Regions from separate parts of the Zea mays genome. Here all the other regions are linked to region 3. Evidence: chromatin contacts called from public Hi-C data. All regions are on one chromosome and are shown on one strand. The core of a region is the stretch at or near the end of the contact, and the rest is flanking DNA. Distances in the headings are between cores, read along the strand shown.

Evidence for each region. A called contact is a pair of places that touch in the nucleus more often than the background predicts.
Region 1: a Hi-C map of endosperm shows a contact between it and region 3, with 3 times the contacts expected there. The contact joins the promoter of LOC100501848 here to the promoter of LOC103632724 in region 3. A contact is called at or near these places in 3 of 25 Hi-C or Micro-C datasets (bundle sheath, ear and endosperm).
Region 2: a Hi-C map of tassel shows a contact between it and region 3, with 6 times the contacts expected there. The contact joins the promoter of LOC100191313 here to the promoter of LOC103632724 in region 3. A contact is called at or near these places in 3 of 25 Hi-C or Micro-C datasets (bundle sheath, ear and tassel).
Region 4: a Hi-C map of tassel shows a contact between it and region 3, with 5 times the contacts expected there. The contact joins the promoter of LOC118472959 here to the promoter of LOC103632724 in region 3. A contact is called at or near these places in 3 of 25 Hi-C or Micro-C datasets (bundle sheath, ear and tassel).

The regions. Positions count from the first base shown.
Region 1 is chr7:114,101,412-114,104,593 of Zm-B73-REFERENCE-NAM-5.0, forward strand. It overlaps LOC100501848 (putative cytochrome P450 superfamily protein), which reads right to left and starts at 1,922. Exons shown (of 5, transcript NM_001196496.1): 1 at 1,607-1,922; 2 at 1,246-1,478; 3 at 844-1,103; 4 at 1-370. The coding sequence starts at 1,886.
Region 2 is chr7:114,287,167-114,290,615 of Zm-B73-REFERENCE-NAM-5.0, forward strand. LOC100191313 reads left to right here and starts at 1,530. Exons shown (of 11, transcript NM_001358442.1): 1 at 1,530-1,710. The coding sequence starts at 1,645.
Region 3 is chr7:113,585,445-113,588,561 of Zm-B73-REFERENCE-NAM-5.0, forward strand. It overlaps LOC103632724 (plant UBX domain-containing protein 2), which reads right to left and starts at 1,483. Exons shown (of 3, transcript XM_008654466.4): 1 at 478-1,483. The coding sequence starts at 1,278.
Region 4 is chr7:113,046,211-113,049,475 of Zm-B73-REFERENCE-NAM-5.0, forward strand. It overlaps LOC118472959, which reads left to right and starts at 1,889. Exons shown (of 1, transcript XM_035961006.1): 1 at 1,889-2,819. The coding sequence starts at 2,165. The coding sequence ends at 2,458.

The DNA of each region.
Region 1 (3,182 bases), core at 672-3,171, 520 kb after region 3:
GTACGACGGCGGGTCTTCGCCGCAGACTCGGGCGACCTCGGCCCGGGCCCTGTCCTGCCACTCCGGGTGCGTGGCGAGCAGCATCAGCGCCCAGGTGAGCAGCAGCGCCGACGTGTCGTGCCCCGCGAAGAAGAACGTCTTGCACTCGTCGATAACCAGCTGCAGGTCGTAGCTGAACCGCTCCGCCGCCGCCACGTCCTTCTTCTTTTCCATCTCGGCCAGCAGCATGGCCAGCAGGCCCCGGCCGTAGGCCGACGTCGTGCGGCCCTCGTCGGCGATCTCCCGGCGCCGCCCGATGGACTCCGTCAGCACGGCCTCCAGCTCACCGTTCAGCCGCCTGATCTCTCTTCTGTACTTGCTCGGGAAGTACCTGCACAGCGACGTCCAGACAGTCTCAGACACACGCACGTACGTCAACACCAACACCAGGTACTGTGCGCGTCCAAAAAGTTGTTTACTGGTGACAGGCGTACGGCAATGGGAGTGTGTGGGTGACGATGGAATCGTTTCCGAGTCGAGGCATCAAACAGGCCGATGCCTCGGGCTCGGTTCAGTGCGTGTGCGTGCCATGCCAGTGTCCAAATGGAAACGGACACTATTGATTATTCGATCGCTTAAGCATGATTAGGGTAGTTAATTACAGTAGCTAGCTTATTATGGTTATTTCGGGGTCGCAGGCCTGCATGATCGAGCAGATGAGGGCATGGACAGGGACAGGGGTAGCGACAAAGGCCAGGCAAGACAGTGGGTGCGTAGGTGCGCGCGTTACGAGACAAAGATGACCGTCGGGCCGGCGGCCGGCGGCCGGCATCGAGGGGGACTAGGGAAGAAGGAATCACTCACTGGCTGCCGGGGATCCAGAGGTGGCGGCTGGAGCTCGCGGTGAGGCGCTGCAGGTCCTCGAGGAGATGGAAGATGAGCTTTCCGGTATCATAGCTCGTGTCGAACTCGGTGCGCGAGATGATGTCGCCCGTGAGCCGAGTCATGTACCCGCAGATCTCCACCTCGCGACGCCGCCCGCCGCCAGACGACGGCGCCGACGCTGCATCCTGAAGCGCCCGGATCGTCTGCTTCGTGCACTCCACCATGTGACCCACGCGTCCCTGCAATACGCCCGGTGACGTCAGCGACCAACACGTCCAGTCCATGAGAAAAAAAAAGAAAGCAAGAAGGAATGAACGAACGAAATAAAAAGAAAGAAAAGGAAACGGGACAGAGAAAGAATGTAAATGGCGGCGGCGGCACCTTCAGCTTGTCGGGCATGAACGCCGGCGCGACGACGTGGCGCTGGTGCGACCAGTGCGCGCCGTTGGCCATGAGGACTCCCCGGCCGATGAAGTGCCTGGTGCCCTGGCGCTGCAGCCACGACTTGCCCGTGGCGTTCGCCGCGTACTTGGACGAGAGGAACTCCTTGATCTGCGCCGCGTCCGTCAGGCACAGGCGCGGCTCGCTCCCGTACCAGTACACGAACAGCTTCCCTGCAGCGCACGCACGGACGGACGCGTTACGGGAACATTCCATGCACCGTCGTACAAGGGCCGGGGTCAACGGCGCAGCGCAATGCCGCGGCGACGCCTCCCGTACGTCCTAGCCGTCCCGGACTCACCGTACGTCCTGGACCAGAGCACGTAGTGCGGCATGAGGCGGCCGACGATGTCGTGGCTCAGGGCCGGCATGTCGTCGGCGGTGGCCTGCGCCATGAGCGCCGACACGTCGCGGAGGTTGCCGATGAGCGGGCGCGGCGGGGGCCCGTGCACGCCCTGCCGGGCCATGATCCGGCGGATTCTCAGCGGCGTCAGGATGTAGCAGGACAGGGCGACCCATGCCGCCCTCAGGAGCAGTAGCAGGACAGGGGACGCCAACGCCATGAGCGTCACGAACGCCATTGAAGGAGGAGAGAGTCAGAAAGATTTGGGGGCCGGTGATACCGTCCAGCTAGCGGCGGCGGCGGCGGGCAATGCAGATTTGCGCTCGGTTCTGTGGGCTATATATAGGCACAACTGTCAGGCTGGTCCAGACTCCAGAGGAGCGAGATTTGGTACTATATATATACACTAGTATATAAACACTAAAATCTCCCTACAAAAATAATCGACGTTTCTTCATTTATTTTTGGGATAGATTTGAAAGCATATAATTATATACCATATTTCGTCAAATGCCTTTCCGTACTTGGCTCCCTATTTAATTTCATTGCTAAAACTTTGGTAAAACATTGAACTTTTGCCAGTTTGGGTTCCCTTTATTTTTTTCCCTAGACAAGAAGGGTAATATAGGCAGAGAAAAACAAAAGCGAGAGCCTGCCCAGTTTATGCATATTTTGTCCTACCCCCACCATCTATATCTCCCTCTATCTATAAATATCTATATCTATATCTATATACTCTATCCATCATAAAACAGAATGCATTGCGCCATTCAAAACTTATATTGAGATTGTTCGTATTTGAGAAAGGTTATTAAAAAGAAAACCATGATTTTTGAAGAATCTCATTAATTGTGTTCAATCAATGGTATACATGTCATTTAAGTATTATTTTACTTTGTCTTAAAAAAATTAAAGATGGATTATATTACAGGATGGAGAATATATATTACACACCATGACGTTTAAAAAGCAAAGTGATTGTTCCGTCTGTCTTTTTTACTTCCCACAATGCCCTTGTCTTCTTGTATTATTTATGATCCAAATTTATGGCATATGCATGTCTGATTGTATTATAGAAACACACTACGTGTTTGTGCGCCTATCGATAACGGTAATACGTACCCATAACGTAATTGTTACATAAATATCTAAGCCATAAATTGTTATGAGTGATGGACATCTTAGATAATACTCCCTTCATTCTTTTTGAGCCAATTCCTTATATGTCATCGGAAAATATACTCGTTACTTGTGTGCCACTGGCCTCACATATCATACACACAAAAATATACCTATATGTCACTCAGTGGCACACAAAGAATGAGTATAAAATCTGATGGCATACTAGAAATTTTTCCTTCTTTTTTACATAAAGTTTGGCCGACTCATTTTATTAAAAAAACTTAATTATTACTAGTTTTTTCTGTAATATCGTTTAGCTTATAATATATTTTAAGTATGTCTTCGATTTTTTTCTTTTTTTTCTTTCTTTTTTGAATAAGAAGAACCACTCAAATTTGAAAAAAACCTAAGA
Region 2 (3,449 bases), core at 280-2,779, 700 kb after region 3:
AGATTAATTATAGAAAATGGTTAACCCTATTTCCCTTTCAAGTGGTTCTACATGAAAAACCCTAGGGGGAACGCACCATAGTTCACCGGTCAGATCTCTGTGTCCAAGCCCGAGTGGAACTTGTCGCGGAGAAGAAGTTCAAGCCAGAAATCGAATACATACTGGATGCCATCGCCAAGCAGTAGAGGCGGGTCTCTTCGGTGTGAGGCTGATACACACCTTCATGTAGCGGCGTCTCCAGCCGATCGCGGCTCGTAGAGGCCGATGTGGCGGTTCATCGACGACAACGACTCCGATCGCCACTCCATCGTGAATCTTGAGAAGGCGGAGGTCATGGCCCATGTCCTATCTATTACAACGGGAGTGACGTCGGATTTCTTGGGAGAGGGGGTCCCTTGTCTTTAAACCACACAAAGTTGAGTGATTTGGTCAGTTTCCCCTTTCTTCCTACTTTCCTCGAGAGATTTGCTTTTGCAAGGGACTCATCGATGGTTGCACTGCAACCTGCTTGGGACCGTCAAAGCCTCCCTTCCTCCTATCCCCGAGGACGCTGCCATCAAGGCCGCACGCCTGACTCGTGCTAGGCTAGGGGGAGCATCTCCCCGTCTACTTATACGGAGGACATGACCTCCACAACCTCTGGTGGGATAGGGCCCCTGCCATCGGTGGCCGTGCGTAGTGTGGTCTCGCTTTTTGTCATGAGTCTTGTGTGATCCTCCAGCGTGTGTAGGCGTACACCCGGTATAGTGTATTGTCCTGTCCTTCCCGGTATGCGGGTTACTGTAGAGACTCCGGTGCTTGGATCCCCCACGACCGGGGTTGACTGGCCTCATAAGGAAAACGGGATACACCAGAGACTGTATGTGGTGACGTACCATCGTATCAAATCATTGATTGTTACATCTCGACACCCCTTCGGTATGCCACGCTCGTGGTCCGAACGTGGTTTGGTGGTGACGCGTCTTGTCACAGCTGACGTGGGTCAGTAGTACTAGATCGTGGCCTCCGTCTTGCAGGGTTGCTCGGTGAGTACTTGGTTGTTCGCTCTGCCTCGTAGGGTTACTCGACAGGGAGTTGGTCAGCTGCTCTGCCTCGCAGGGTCGCTCGACAAGGAGCTGGTCGACCACTCCATCTTGCAGGGTTGCTCGGTGAGGACTTCGTCGGCTGCTCTGCCTCATAGGGTTGCTCGATAGGGAGTTGGTCAGCCGCTCTGCCTCGCAGGGTTGCTCGACAAGGAATTGGTCGACCACCCCGTCTCGCAGGGTTGCTCGGTAAGGACTTGGTCGGCCGCTCCGCCACGTAGAGTTGCTTAGTGAAAGCTTGGTTGGTGGATGAGACGTTAAGAATCTTGGGCCTACTTTAGGCACGCGGTTCCTCGGTACCCGACAAACAAAAAAAGCTATATGTTTTTTTAGCTTTTAGCTAATGAGATGCTAACTAGAAGCTCAAATAATCAGGACCTTCCTAAACACAGCAACAGAAACATATAAATTCGTTAAACTTGAGGACCCTGCCGGCAAAAAATCTCCCTCTCAGTAGGGGCCGGAATAAAAATCTCCTCGCCTTCCTCTCCTACGCCGCCTGACCTCTGCTGTCCGCCTCAACGGTCCAACCCTCCGGTTCGACGTAGGCGCCGGCGGCGAAATGAAGGTCTCCGTGAAGACGCTCAAGGGATCCAGCTTCCATATCGAAGTGGATCCTACCGACAAGGTAGGCAGCCCTTGCGCTCCCGATCTGTCGCTATGGTTCTAGTTGCTGGATGTATTGGCGGGCTGCTTGTTAGGTTCGTTTGGGGTCTAGGATTTGGCTGGTTCCCCTGCGGGGGCGATGAGACATGAGAGTGTTGGAAGCCGCGAGCGAAGCTTCCTTGGATCCAGTCTGTAGGTTGCTGGTTTGGTTCTGGTGGTGCGAGTGTGTAACAGGCTGAACGGAGAGCTGTTGCAGAGTTCGCCTGTGTACTTTCTGGTTTCAGTTTGGGTTCCTTTATGATGTTTTCATACAGGAATCAGATGGCAACGCGAAGTTATCAGGCATTAGTAATTAGTTCATTAGTTGCTCCCTTTATAGTTGGTAGATAGAGCATACGTTGTAGTCAATCTATTATGGCTACCATACATCGCTGTAGGTTGTATGTTCGATTATAAAAGAAAAGGCAACATAATACCTCATTACCTCGTGGGCACGGGCATTGATTAGTTATTGCAGTGTCGGTCTATGCTCAGGAGCCATTCTTGACTTGTTGATGTTAGATCTTATCAGTATAAGCTACTTCCTGCCAGTTTGTTTCTAGGCAGCTTTAGGATGTAATGCTGCATTTTCATCTATTTGGTAATGTGGTTGGAGTGGATCAAATAGGTGCATGCTGTGGCTGCCATAAAACAGAGCTTTTGAAATCTAAATTTTTCAGTATACCTAAGTTCATACAACACAAACCTTAGATGCTATCAACACCCTTTCTCTGGTTATTTCAGCTCTCTAGATAAGAAACTGGTAGCAATGAAGGTTACAGATATAAGGAGTAAATCAATATTACTTGCTTACAATCTACAGTAGAGATTGTAAGGAGATGACATCTCTTTATTTATCAGCTAGGATAAAATGAAGAATCGTCTGATTACTCAGCTCATGTTCTACTGCAATTGTCTCAGATTCACGCCACTTATTTTAACAGTTTGACATGCTAGAAAAAGATTCTGATTGGATCGATAACTAAATGTGTATGTGTGTATGCACCAAGATAAGGCAACACAAGCATGACGTAAACATTGACGGTCTTTCAAATAGGGATGGTTCACAGGTGCAATGGCACCTATCAACCATACATGTACAATGTGGTCCAACTAATATAGGCAAACTTATATCCGCACAGCCAAAATGCAAACCATGTGCACGGTGAACACCCTATCAGCATCCTTATCTAACTACAGCTTCCACGTTGTCTCCAGCATCACAACCCGATTGATTTGGACACCTTCCATAAACAGCAGTGGGTACATATAAATTCACCAAACTAGAAGACCCAATCTGCAAAAGCACACTTCTACTCAGGATCCAAAATAGGAGACTGTGACAAGAAATCGCACTATTCGTTCCTTCCTCCCCTCAGTGGCGGCGTGGTGAGATTAAGGGCACCAGCTCCTGGATCGAAGTGGACACCAACGACTAGGAACTAATCATCCATGCTCCCAATCTATCGCTATGGTTCTAGCTGCTATATGGATCAATGGAGCCGTTTCACGATATTTGTCTGCTTGGTAGGTTTGTTGAGGGCTTGGGGCCTAGGGTGTTGGAAACGGCGAGCAAATTAGGCATGGATCAATCTGTAGGTTGCTTGTTGAGTTCCAGTGGTGCAAGTGGAATTGGCAGAACTGAGAGACGTTAGCCTGTTGCAGAGTTCGCTTGTGGATGTGGAGATGGGGTGGCTTGGGTTTGGGTTCCGCCAAGGTGAT
Region 3 (3,117 bases), core at 233-2,732:
GTAGCCCCCTCGAACGCACATTCATTCCGTTGTTTCCACAACCACCATGCCACCAGCACAACAAGGGAATTGATCCCTCTGCGCTGTACAGCAGGGATCTTTTTCTGATATCCCTTAATTTATAGTTATTGTCCCACTAATACCTCAAGAAATGGTTACACATTTGGTAAGACATACGATCTTCCAGGTACATGCCTTTACAATCTTGCACTGTTCTACACTTCTATGTTTATGCTAACAGCAAATTTTTTGAGATAATAGTTCAAAAGGTGAAATATGTTATAACTGACTATTATTTCCTAAGTCCTAATGAAGCTAGCTAACAGCGCAACGAAACAAGCATAAAATTGGCAGTTCATGTAAAAATGGCATGACATAAGTAAATCAACCAACCATACTGTGCTGATTGATGGTAATGAAAGCTTTGTGTTAGCCAACCAATTAAAGGCCTTATTATCAACGGAACCCTCTTCTTACCTGCCGATCAATTGTCATAGCACCGTCCTGCAGCACATCAGGCACATTGCTGCAACTCTCCTTGGCCTCAGCCTCCACCTTCCCTGGAGCCGCAGAGGAGTGTGCCCCCTCGAGCAGGAGGAGGGCCCTCCTGATACCGTTGAGCCTGGCGTCGCTGGGCACTTCGTCCATCACGGCGAAGGGCTCCCCGCCCTCATCCCCGACCCTGAACCCGACGGCCTCCAGGAGCTCCGCGCCGCCTTCTCTGTCCGCCACGGCCTCCTTGATCCGCGGGTTGCCCAGCCTCACCCGCCTGAACTTGTCGTTGCTGGGCTCCCGGAGCAGGTTGCCCAGCAGGCGTTTGACCACTTCAACGGCAGCGGGCGGCGGGGGTGGGTCGGCAGCGAGGTACGCGGCGGCGCGCGCGCGGGCGCCCCCCGCGGACGCGAGGCAGCCGTCGAGGTGCTCGGTGACGGCAAGCTCGGAAGGGAACGCGTCTTCGCAGCTGGGGCACGCGATAGTGGCGGCGGCCGCGGTGCCATTCGCGACGGAGCGGCGGGAGGAGGAGGAGGAGGAGGAGACGAGGGGCGTGTACGGGGTGAAATCGGTGGTTGAAGTGGGCGGGGGAGGTGGCGAGGGCCGCTTAGGGGCAGGCTTGGGGTTTGCGCTAGGGTCTGAGGGGCGGGAAGCGGGGTGGGAGGAGGAGGAGGAGGGGGAGGGGCCGGAGCCGAGGACGTGGGAGGTGCCCTTGAATGAGGACGGGGTCCCAGAGCCGGAGGAGGTGATCTTCTTCATGAAACCCTTCATCTTGTCCTTCATCATGGCGCTGGAGGCGGAGGAAGCGTAGGCGGCCGCGAACAGATGAGATTGGAGCGTGGATGCGTTCACGCGGAGTGGACGACTTGGTGGTGGATGTTGTCGCCGCGGGGACGAAGCAAACGAGGAAGAACGAAGTAGCAATAAAGGCGAGAGCAGCAGCAGTGGAGAAGCAGCTTGTGGAATCGTTTGTTTGTGCGGTTGTACTCATGGAGTAGCTTCGAAGGCATCTTCTCTCCTGACCTGACTGTATGGCGGGCCGCAATACCTTGCTCGACTGCACGGGCTGGTGCACTGTCAAAGCCCGGTAGTGGCATGGGAACCAAAATGGGCCTCTAGCGTTTCTCACGCGTCGGGATTCGGAAGCCATGGCGGCATGCCACTGAACAGAAGCAGCAATGCCATTCACAGTTTCACACCTAAAACCGTGTTCAGCAGTTATGTCTCAAAACATTGTTTTGTATTATATACTGCACTGTTCACATACAAGGTTGTCCCTACGTCATGTTTAGGACACGTGCAGGGTGGTATCATCATACATTAGTCAGCTAGGACGCTCAAAACCAGGCCCGACCCTGAGTAGGTGCGAGTGGTGCTGCTGCACCAGGCCTCCAAAAATCAGAGGGCATCTACATACAACCTACTATATGTCATATATATTAGTCTATAGTTTGGCCCAAAAATCTATTAATCAGGTATGCAATCAATCACTCATGCTCTAGTGCCTTCTCCTTGACCGCTCAACGTTTCTATGCCTCCAGGCGAGTAGTTCGCACGCACATGCGGCAGACGGCCAGTGACCGCTCCCGAGTCACGAATTGTTGGCCCTCGCCCTCCACACATCAATTGCTCCCTCTGCCCCGCAAACACTCGGATAAGCAAACCGATCGCCGCCCACCCTAGGCCTATCGTCGCGCTTCAGTTGTAAAGAATGGAACTCCAAACTAGTCCCTAAATCCTAATAGAATGTTCTTGTGTTTCTGATTGTATCAAATTCGATTTGACTTTAAGGACATCATCCTAATGTTTTTATTGCTTCTTTGAATCCTATTGACTACGCCTTGACTGCCGCATAAGCTAAAAAAAACTTTTCTAAGTTGAAGCTATTGAATAACTATTTGAGGTCACTAATGTACTAAGAAATATTAAATGGTTTGGTCTTTGGCAACCTTTTGCATTGAGAAGCACCTGTTGGATGGTATTGATACTGACTCTATCATCACTGACTTTGCATCTAGGAATGTTAGAAGAAACTTTTAAATGACCTCCGTGTTATAATTTTGTCAGTATTATAGTTGCAATTGTGTATAATCTTGTTATGTTTATTGTCAATGGGCCCCTATTTTTGTCCCGTCCAGGGCCTCCAAATTCTCAGGGCCGGCCATGCTCAAAACCCTTGTCAAAAAAAGACACTCAAACCTGAAAAAACACAATATTGTATCCGTGTGAAAAATGTTTCAGATAATATATCTCTAATACTACAGCTGTCCAAAAGAAACAAGCTATCGCAAGCATTATAACTAACGGGTTAATTCTGACAAATGGTTAGCTTCCGGTTCAAAGACAGTGGAAATAAAATTCTATTTCCATTAAACATGTTCTTCTGAAGTTGTGATAGTAAAGGCACTTGCCAAACAATCATATCACATATCCATTGAACACATGCTTAAAATAACAATTGTAAGCACACCCAGACAATCCAAATTGACGCAATGCTGACTATTTAGGATGAACTATAGGTAAAAAAAAATAAGTGATAAGTGATAACTATACTACTAGAGTTCTAGTTCATTTTCCAACAGATACATACAAACCTCTCCTACCAAAATAACATGTATGCTTTAA
Region 4 (3,265 bases), core at 639-3,138, 540 kb before region 3:
TGTGTTTTAAGGCCTGTGGTGGCTCTAGCCCTTATACCGTAGTAAGTACTACTCTCTTAGAATAAGCAACGAGCCGCTTGACTAATCTTAATCCTTTTTATCTAGTCCATAGAGCCCAGCAAAACAATGCGGCTGCCTCTATCCGAATGGGCATCCTTTTTTTTTACCCGCTTCATGACTTTTACAGCAACTAGTAAGAGTATCTTTAACAATGTCTCAAACTGATATCTTAAATTGAAATATAAAGCTCTACGTAGAAAAAAAAACTACTCCAACAATGCTTCATTTCATAAAATTTTGTCACAAAATTATAGCACACACACTATCAAGTTCCTCGAATATACTACACTGTAGCGACTTACCCTATAATATAGATTTGGGGTTTTACTGTTGGAGCAGAGTATTTATTGGTGCCCTAAATCCTATAAAATATAGTTATTTTTAAATTACAGGGCATTTTGCTCTAAAGGCTTTCACGTTGATCTTTTTCTCAAATTTTCTTTAATACATCATCAACCTGTGCTATTAAAGTTTATACGGCCCATACATAGGGACTCCCGATCTATGTGAAAAAAAAATAAATCTAAAGCAAAGTGTAAAAGCAGTGGACTTATGTTTGAAAGGGAGTTGTGTCTTCTGGGTCGGATTTCAGTACGGAAACCGAGTATCGCTAATCTAGACAGCTACTCATGTGGAGAAGCAATAGAGCCCGCCAGATTGATGAGTTGAGAGCAACAGGTCAACATAAAAAAAACCGAGTAGCTTAAGTGTGAAGTTATAATTTATAATACCAATTAAAATAGTTTTTTATCTAAATAATAAATAAAAAGACGTATCTAAATGTTTTCTAAAGATTTAACGCTCTAGTCTTATGATTTTGTGGAGCAGCTAATGACTTAGTTCACCAAATTTCTGAAAGGGAGCTGTACAGGGCCACAAATTAAAAGCGGAGTGACGAGAGTGGTTGCCTGCCGCGTCTGTACCGTACTACGTCATTAGCGCTAGCATAACACCCGTTGCTACTTGCTAGCGTCAATGCAGCAGCTTGCAACAGTGAGATCGAAGCAAGATCTGCTTCTTTTTTGATTTCGGATCTTCTTTTGCGCCTTTTTTACCCCCCGGGTGAAGAAACGTTTTTACCGGCAGCCGGCAGGAGCAAAAGTCACACCTGCCAACATGTTTGGTTCGACAAACTAGTATAACGCCAACGCAATCAAACGAAACACAGTCGCAAGTTTTATCCGTTAGGCGGGCGTAATCGGATGGCGTTCAAGCAAAGTCATATTTTATCCTAACCACGCCTGCAGGACGTCGGTTGAACCGAACCATAACCATATATATGTGGCCATGGCGGACTGGAGGAGGATACGCAGATCTCTATCTATCCTCCAAGCAAAAGAGAGACGTCAGAAGTACCCGGCCTATGGTGAAAACGAAACGTAGATAGATAGATAGATAGATAGATAGATAGATAGATAGATAGATAGATAGATAGATAGATAGGCTCAACCGTCTGCCGGCCGCCTACCTGCCCGTATCTACACCGTCGTCGTCAGGTAGTAACGGTCGGTCGGTCGCATGAAAACGCGGTGAAATCGTTTGCGTCTGGTGCTGCTTGTGGATGACGACGACCGCACGCGTTTTTTTTAATGCGCGGTTCAGGCTGCTCCTGCTCTCATCGACCGCGGTGGCATACTTTCAGACTGTGATGCGGATATTATTAGTAGGTGCGGCTGCAAGCCTGAAACCAGAGGAGAACCGCTTGATGAGGTGTTGGTTGAAGAGAATGGGTGAAATAAATCAATTAAATCGTGCCTTGAATGGCCTGGAGACGGTTCGGCGTGGCGTTCCCTTTCGCGAGGCTTTGGATTGGACGACCGCTCAGCGTTCCCTTCCTTCCTCGCCCATCGCTTTCGCGCCAAAAAGTGGAGAAGCCAAATCCAAGCCTCGCACGCAGCAGCCCCTCTGCCTCCTCCCTCTCTCATGCTCATCCATCTCCGGCGCTATATATATCTATACCGACAGCCGGGACGCCGATCGAGTCACCAACAAGAGTAGTAGTCGGAGCCGTCCGTAGTAGCTAGCGTACGTACGTGTGAGTTTGTGACCAATTCAGAGAAGCCTCGATCATCGTTCGCTTCGCTTCGCTTGTGTGTCGATATATATGGCGAGATCGCCGTTTGTTCCGATGGATCAGGGGAAAGAGCAAGGCGCCGGACGAGGAGCGGCCGGCAATAATAAGGAGCGGCAGGAGGAGGAGGTGCTGCTGGTGCACAGCCAGGTGCGGCGGATCAAGAAGGAGGACGAGGAGGCCTTCAGGGAGCGCCTCCTGAAGCTGCGCCTGCTGGAGACCCGGCCCAACACCGGCGCCGGCGGCGTGGCCTGGCGAGCCCCGCGCTCCCTGTCGCCGCTCCGCCGTGCCGGCAGCGCCATCATCCCGGTCCCGGTGAGCGAGTGACTAGTAGCGAGCATCCGTCGACACGCGGTTCTCTCGGCTGCCCGCGCGCCCGCCGCCGGTTGTAGATATCGCTAGGCGCGTACGTAGCGAGCGTGACCAGTGTTCTTGGGGGGTGTTAGTGAGTGAGCCTGCCCGTGCTTTGCGCCTGCGCGCGCGGACATGGGATCGGAGCTTGGTAGACGACGACGGTATATAGTAGGTAGCATCGCCATGTGTACGTACTGCGTGGTTCCTGGTACAGTAGCATAGCATGCTCTGTTTCTGTATCCTGCTGTGCTCTTCTTCTTGGTGGTGGTGGTGTGTATGTATATATAAATATATGTTTACGATGAGTTATGAGAGGGAGTTTATTACCTGCTTACCTGCTGTGCTGTTTTTTTTTCCTTAATTCGTTCTGTTCTACTATATGCTTACCAGCTGCCATGTGTTCTCAAATCATGTGATCCAATCCAAGAACCGAAGCCAGCCATCCTTCGTGCATGAACACAATCCTCGTAGCAAGCAAGCACCTGGATAGGGCTAATACTAGTGTGCAGGGATGATATATACCTAGCGTACATGGAGGTTTGATGCGCATATATATCCACATACATAAAATCCCGGCCTTTAAAATCAGATCTAATAGTGTACGGTTGTTGTATTTTTTTTTTACGAAACCTACCCTCTCCCATGCCTGGTTTGTTCTGTAGAAAACCCTATATAGTATCGTGCTCGTGCACCGTTGAATCTGGTTCTAAAACTGAAGATTAACTCTATAGATGCACATATGCATCGTCATGTGCACTGGTTATCATCGTCTTAACAGTA